2 separate regions of the Anas platyrhynchos genome follow, and region 2 is linked to region 1. A link is a contact called in public Hi-C data. All regions are on one chromosome and are shown on one strand. Each heading gives the region's core, a stretch centred on a gene start, on an enhancer-like site or on the middle of the called end of the contact. The rest is flanking DNA. Distances are from core to core; before and after follow the strand shown. Region 1 has its middle 20 kb from the start of TMEM263. Region 2 holds the start of RFX4 (regulatory factor X4).

Evidence for each region. A called contact is a pair of places that touch in the nucleus more often than the background predicts.
Region 2: a contact with region 1 is called in a Hi-C map of liver, with 2.2 times the contacts expected there. The contact joins the promoter of RFX4 here to the enhancer-like site in region 1.

Annotation. Positions count from the first base shown.
Region 1 is chr1:56,927,471-56,931,548 of IASCAAS_PekinDuck_T2T, forward strand. No RefSeq gene overlaps it. Among named protein-coding and RNA genes, the nearest start is that of TMEM263, 20 kb to the left of the region's middle. Within about 2 kb of position 2,776, at least 2 of the 8 cell types and tissues checked have an H3K27ac peak or open chromatin away from gene starts, as enhancers often do.
Region 2 is chr1:57,074,389-57,078,203 of IASCAAS_PekinDuck_T2T, forward strand. RFX4 (regulatory factor X4) reads right to left here and starts at 2,485. Exons shown (of 19, transcript XM_072038359.1): 1 at 39-2,485.

The DNA.
Region 1 (4,078 bases), core at 1,526-4,025:
CCAGGGAGCATTGTGGATGGTCTATGTGTTCACAAGAAAAGAGGCCTAAACCCAGCCTCCATTAGGCTGTGACACATGCTGAGGAAGACCCTTTGTTCACACATAGGCACCTAAGAAGGTGCCAGCTTGGCCCCAAACCCAACCTGCACGGAGGTATTTATTAGTTTCTTTACCACATGGATCCTCTGGTGTTTCATGAAGGCTAAGCTCACGCTTGAACCCTTCCCTTCCCTCTCCCTGCCTCCATTAGTTAAACCTGAGGTGAAATCCACTCATCGTCTACACCTGGTGGAAGGAGGCCAGCAGAGACCGCAAGGGCCTGGGAGGGAAGCAGAGGCACCTGTGTACTGGGCTCGTTGAATATAAAATAATTAACATGGCCCCAAAGACCAGGCTCTGATGAGAAACAAGATATTAAGACACTAACCATTAAAATTGATAGGCCAAGAGATGAAGTCAATGTGAAAAGCTGCACAAAATGAAAATAAAGAAATAAAAGAGGTAGAATTTGACCTGTTGCTTTCTGGGAATTTTCAGTGTAAAAGGACTAGGGGAGACACTCTACCCAAAAGGCTTTAACCTGAAGACCTGCAGGCAACTGGTACAAAGCACAGATGTTTTGGGATCCCACAGGATCCCCTACAGCTTACATAACACCAGCGGTGGCAGCAGCCTGGCTGTCCAGATTCAAAGGCAAGGCTGAAGAGCTCCATGTGACAGCAAGCCCACCAGACCTCACAGTCTCTCTCTTCAGTGTCCAATTACACACAAAAAAATACTCTTCTTTTTCTTTAGCTATGCTAAATAAAGGATTTACATACCTCCTTCCTGCAGAGGTATTCGGTGGTAGCCAACCTCTGGCTCTTGGTGGTTCCTGGTGTCTCTAGGCCCCGTTAAACAGTCTGTGAATGGTAATTAAACAAAGCAAGCCTATGAGCTCAACAGCCGCTGTCCTGGGTTTGCACCTCCCCTGGAAAATTGCGGTGGTCTGCAAATCAGGAATTACAGAAAACATCTGCTCTGGCTCCGGCACAAGCCTCCCCTCAGGCCTCCCCCGGGTGTGCTAGGCAATGCGACCGTAAATCATCTCGCTGGACTCGTCAGGCCTCGGCAGCTACCTAAGTTATGGGCGCTGAAGACGGCCGTGGTCGTGGTCTCGCCAGCACTGTATGGAGGGGATCACCTCGTGGCTGGCTGTGCTCTCCTGCATTCCCCGGGCAGGGATTAGGGAGCTGCTGCGTAACTCATTGGCCTTGACCGCTACGCACCATCTGGGCTATCTCCAGCACTTCAAGGTTGTTTCCAAATCAGGCTTATAGACAGGCCATGGGTCTTCCAGAAACCTGTTGGACACTGTCCTTTGGATAACATTCTCCAACAGCAGTTACTATTCAGATACTATCAAGCTATCTACAGCCAAGCTATATGCACTGCACCAATTACTACCATTACTTTTTCCTCATAACACTAAACTTTACTTATGCAGGGGCCATACAGAAACCTAGAAACTACTTAGCTTTACCACTTCAGTTGTGCTTCAGGAGAACCTTTCTCTGTAAAATTAACCCACATCGGTTATGTCACATAGTCAGATTTCCATTTTTTTCTCCTGTTTTTCTGCGTTTCTCCATTTTTTTTTTCCCAACTAAAGAAGTAGTGGGGCTCTCACAGGCAGACACACAATCGCAAGCAAAGAAGTTTGCATCCCAAAGTCAAAACAGGGCATCATCAGAGAAGTCAATGCATAGGCAGGCAATCTTTTCTGTCCTTGGCATCAGCTACACTTTTTTTCTCTTGCACATTGGCCACACCAAACCCACTCTTCTGCAAAGAAAAACGAATGCAAACGGCTCATCCCACAGACACACACCCTCTGGGAAGTATTGACGTCTACTGGTGCAAGGGCTTTACCAAGGGAAATCTAGCAGGAATAGTAAAAATTACAGCCTTTTAAAACTCTCCCAAACAATTACAGAAGGAAATGAGAACGTTCTGTGCCATTTTAATGTTCTGTTGTTCTAGTAAAAATTTGACATGACTGCTTTATTTAATTTCAGGATTTTTTTTTTCCTGTTTTCCTGATTTCATGTTTTTTTTTTTTTTTTTTCTTATTTTCCTTCCTTCCATTCTTAGAGAATTTGCAAAGGTTAAAAAGAACACACACATAAAAACAAAACAAAACAAACAAACAAATAAAACCCACTTGGAAACAGAGAAAATTAATAACCCTGTTTCTCATTTGACTACCTTTTCAAGATTTTATTTTATTTTGTTTTTAATTATTATTATTATTGTTTTGAATGGGAACTACCAACAAGGCAAGAAAGGCACTGAATGATAGAAAGAAAAAAGGAGGTCTCTTCCAACCTAGTAATTCTGTGATTCTGTGAGGTGCTAGGGCAGGAGAAATGGCAGAAGTAGGAATGTAAAGAAGAGAAGAAGGTTTCAAAAAGCAGAAAATCCAGGAGTGTCTGGGCCTTGGATCTCACCAGGCAGCTGCAGGAGTTGCAGCAGCACTAATGCAGCAATACCCGTTCCCTTGGTGTGCATCTGGGAAATGCAAGACATACCCACCGAGAAACCACCCCCGGTGGGTTTCTGCATCCCACTCATCCATAGGTAGAAATTCTTCATGCAGTTAACCACAGGAGGCCTGGCATGATTGCTAGGCCGAGGAACAACATTTTCTCCTGTGACTGCTGTCCCTGGGGAAGCAGGAAAGAGAAAAGCACCATGAGCCAGCAACACGTCCTTGTGAAATATTAAACAAAGCGCAGCCAGAGGAGGAGGGAGGCGCTTGTCCCTCGGCTCAGTACTGGTGAGGCCGCACTGGGCCCAGCTCTGGGCTCCCAGGGATCTCCAAAAGCTGCCAGGACGCGGTCCTGGGCAGCCTGCTCTGGGTGGCCCTGCTGGAGCAGGGGTTGGACCAGGTGGCCTCCAGAGGTCCCTTCCAACCTGTGGTTCTGAGATCATTTTTCCCTGGTGCCAAATGCCTGTACCTGAGAGGCACCTACCTTGGGTCCATTACCAGAGCCCCACGGGCCCTGCATACCCCAAACTTCACCACCCTGCAGAAAGACCACTACAAGTGGGGCATGTGGGGCACAGGGCCCAGCCCCCAAAGGAGTGACCATCACCAGCACCCTGTGGGCCACTGCATCCCAGCCTTATTTATTTGTTATGAATAATTACAGCTCTCCTTTCCCCTCCCCTCTGGCCTAGGCACAAAGTAGCCCGCTCCCCCGAAGGCCGCGGCATGTAAAAGTTTGTTGTTGCATCTCCATTAAACTGTATGCTCTCCGCCCGCCGGCGATAATGCACTTCAGATAATTCGTTGACGCAATATATTTTCCAGGATAGGCTTTTGTTTTCTTTCTTGGCCGCTCACCCTCTTTCTGTGGTCAGTTTTGCTCATTTCTCTTGTAAGCTGTCTAGAGGCAGAGAAAAGGCTTTCAGTTTTAAGCAGTTTCCTTTTCAGCCTCCCTTTATTGAATTCCAACCTCCATTTTTTTTTTTTTTTTTAAGCATAGGGACATCATTTATCTTGGACTTTAAGTTGCAGGGGCCTTCAAGGGGCTTCTTTTTTTCTTTCCCAGCTGCATTTGTTGACACACAGTCAATCTGTTTTTTGCCTTCGTTCCCCCTCTTCCCCCCAGCAGGCCATAAAGTATCGACAGCTGTGCCCTTTATTAGCATAGCCATTTTAAACACAACAAGGGGGAAGAGACTAAATATATTACAGCCATTACCTCTGTCAAAAAGTGACAATTTTAAAACATTTTAGCTTTTCACTGGGAAAGCCGGCAGCACAAAAGAAAGTGCTATAATTTTATTGTAAATGCTTTTTAAATATGGGTCACTTGGCCATAATCAATGGAAAGGATGGAAAAGTTCAAAGCTTCAGAACAGTTCAGGCAGATAGCAGAATTTTTTTTTTAAAGGCTTGTCTTTAAAATATGCTAATTGGGGCAAAAATACAACAGTGAGAAGCATGCAAAATAAGATCTCGTTCCTGGCGGTTTTGTTTTCCGCCCAGCTCTGTTCATGCTTTTCCCATCTACTTATAAGTGTGTTTTAC
Region 2 (3,815 bases), core at 1,235-3,734, 150 kb after region 1:
GAAAAAAAAAAAAAGAAGAAGAAGAAGAAAAAACCCACAGCAAAACAAGCGGCGAGGCTGCCGAGCAGGAAGCCTGGCGGGTCACGGTGCCCTCACACCCTGAGGCGGGCAGGGCCGGCAGGGCTGGTGGTGGCACCCAGCCAGGACATGGTGTTGGGGGACAAGTATGGGAACACGGTGTGGGGATATGGTGTGGGGACACACTGTGGGGACACAACCCAGGGCCCTTCAGACCCCCTCGGCCTGCCCCTGCCTGCCCACCGCCATTAGCGCCCTGTCAGGGGCAGCCCTGTCAGGGAGGGTGCCAGGCCCCGGGGAGGGCGCCAAGTTTGGTTTTGGCTGCAGCTGCCAAGCCGAGGTCATTCCAGCACCCACCCCCCCGTTTCTAAGCCCCCAACCCCATTTCTAAACTGTTTTTGTTACTGGTGTTTTCCTCTCACTTCATTCCCTGTGAGGTGCAGGGCCCAAACCTGCTGTGGGGACACCTCAGGGGCGGTGTAGGCCTTGAGTATGGGGTCGGCCCCGAAAGGATTTAGAAATCGGTGTTAGCTGTAAAATACAGAAAGCTCCAACAGTGCTGTGGGGAGCAGCCTACAGAGAGGTTACCAGCTGCCAGAAGAGTTGGCAGCAGGTGGGGGACACCTATGGTGGTGCTGGTGGGGTCTGCTCTACCTCCTCCAAGCTTCAAGGAGTGGCTTCTGTGGGGCTGATCAGTAAAATCACACTACAGGATATGTGAACACAAGGATATGCTCCTTCTAGGGCGGTGAGGATAGGATTCAGCTGGGATTTTGCACAGGCTGGAGGCTCGGTCAGTTCTTTAACAACGCAAGGTTATGTGGGGTCTATATGGGGCGGTGCATGGGCAGCGCCATCAGCAGCGCTTCCGTCAGAGCGGGGGTGCTTGTTGCGATCTGCTTACTCCCCATTCTCCAGATTAGTGCCTATCCTCACGTTCTTGTGGAATATGTCAATGCTGGCATCTTCCCGCTCTCCTAATCCCCTCCTCAGTGTGTCAGATCACTCTGGTGTCCTTCCATGGCTCATTGTTACTTGTTTGGGTTTCGCTTACATTTTTATAAAAGCATCTTGTGCTTCTGGATATCCCACATGACTCTTAATAAAAGAGATCATTCTTCTGAAAGTGCGGGGCATCTCCTCCTGTGAAAATCTGGTTAAGTTAATGTGCAGCAAGTTGGAAGTTTACAGATGGAACGACTGCATGGCACTAGCCTTTCTTTCAAAAATGTCAGCTGCAGGATTTGATTTGATACAGAGTAAAGGGCAGGTCTTGGCAAGGATGCAAAAACTATACAATGGGGAATTTTCACTCCAGATTCTTGTCTACGCAGACCATCTACAAACCATAAAATAAACAGGATAACTCTATGCTGCATCGGATGAGGTATTTGAAGGGGAGAGAGGCTCTGATGCTATTGTGCAAGGAACACCTTTGTTCAAGAAAGACGAATATGAACTTGTGCAGGTGCTTGGAGAGAAGGACAGGGTCATCAAGGGAACAGAAAGCCTTTCCTAGAGGCTGCTGGTTTTGCAAAGCCGACACAGAGTGGAGATAAGACAGTTCACAGTAATTTATAGCCCAGATAATTTGAACTATTTCAAAAACAGGTTTCCATGACTGTCCTCCATTCTGCAGTTGATTGTGCCACACAAATTTGCTTTGCCATAAGCTCCTTAAACAGGTACTAGACTCTAAACATAAGTTTCAGAATCTAACAAATATTTTGGGGGTAAATACCAAGGAGTAAGAGCTATTTCAACAAAACAACACTGTTGGAACGGGAACAAAAGGGTATAAACATTTATTAACAGTAGGCTGAAGTTCTACAGAAGTTTTCTCTTGGCTTAGCAGGGATGAGAACCTACATTAATTTTAGTAATGTGTGAGTGTCTTGTGAAAAGAGTCATATAATGTGGTCATCTGCAATACCAGGGATCTGGGGTTGATGGCTCAGGGAATCTTTTTGGATCCCAAGTATCTCAGCAGACTGTAGGATTGCTGGCAGCAGCCACATGCATAGTGAGACTATTCATTATTTTAGCAGAGGCTGCAGTCTGTGAGCGGTTCCATATTTTTGTACTTGCCTAAGCCTGCAGCCTCTGTCTCAGAACGAACAAACACTTCTGGCTGCCCTCTTTCCCAGTTCTATTACTCCGTTTCTTCTTTCTCCACTTACCGAGCAAATACCATGGAAGAAAAAAGTTTTGTTTTTTTTTCTTTTTTCTGGTACTGGCTTCCCTTTCCCACTTACCTTTATTATCAGCACAGGAAATGCTAACTTTACTTTACATATATTAACGCCCCTTAGGAAGCTGTACACATAGGTGAAAGACAGGATATGGAGAAAGCTGACAGAAGACTTCTGGAATCGACTCCGTGTATGTGCTTGGGAGTGTGATGCTGACAGCTGCAGGAACTGGAAGAAGGAGAAGATCAAAAGGCTGCCTAGGTAAACATGTGCACTGATTCCTTCAAAAGGCTTGAATTGACACAAGCACTGAGAGAAAGTGGCTAGGGCAGGCACATATGCAGGTATCTGGGAGAAAACGAGCAGAGGGGCTGAGGCATGCAAATGATGGACTGCACATGCACCGGGCAGGGGGTACCTTCTTCTTAGCCTGAAAGAAAAGTAACATTAATTGCAGCTGGCTTGACGTAACTCTAGAGACGTCTGAAGCCAAGTTTTGTCAAAGATGCGTGTTGGGCAACCTGAAGTGATATTTTATGAATGCTTGTGAAAGGAATTTTGCTCAGCTCCAGTTCTCAGCGTTGTGGAGAACTGTGGTGCCGGTGTTGCCAGAAGGGACCAGAGAAAACTTCTTGCTCATGCTGGTCAGCTTCAACCTGCCTGGAGGAAGGGAATTCACATGGCTGGTCCCACAGGTCCACGCAGTATCTGTGGCCATAGGAGCCCAGAATCCCAGCATCTGCGGCTGCTGCCCAGAAGACTCGGCATGGGAGTCTCTTGCTGACTTCAGTATCAGAAAAGGGCAAGGAGTCATCGATTCCTGAGCTTACACCAGATTTAGCTGGCTTTTGTTGTGTGTGGCTGGTACTAGTTACCAGAGGATTTGTACTGTGTGTTGGAAGAAGAGCCAGCCCTAAAAGCTATTATAGACAACAGACACAGAAAAGAACCATTCCAGACTGCTGAACGACTGGATGTGAAGCTGTCATATCCTCTTAGATGACTGGCTGATAATGAGTTTCTTTTGATCCGCCTGGAGCACGCAGCATTACCTTCAGTGCCTGCCTGGGACTGGCTGGGTGAGGCTTGAACGCAGAGTTCAGTTTTCAATTCACTCTGAGTTAAAGGTAAAACTATTTCCATTCTTAGAAAACAGTTTTTGCAAGAAAATAGGACTTTACTGTTCACCACGTTAATTTACTTTCTTCTTAGTTTTTGAGTTATTTTTCTGCCCGTAATGTTTTGCTGTTTGTTAAGCCTGAGTGGGCAGTGACTACCACACACCAGATGCGTAGGTAAAGCAGCTCCCCAAAACTGATGGCAATAAAAGACAAAGTCGCTGCTGCTGTTAGCAGCAGGGAGGTGCTTTCGATTTGGACCTAACAGTCTGTTTATGTACTGACTGTGAGGAGGGGACAAAGACATTCAAAATGAAGCTATTAGAAAAAAAAGAATTGGTCATTGCAAACACTTCAGAGGTATCTGCCTCAGGAAATAAATGAATAAAGGAGAAACTGTAATTAGGAGAAATATAGAGCTGTTTTTTTTTTTTTTATTTCCGCCCCCACCAGCAAGATGCAAAGAGCAATGATCTGCTCATGAGCC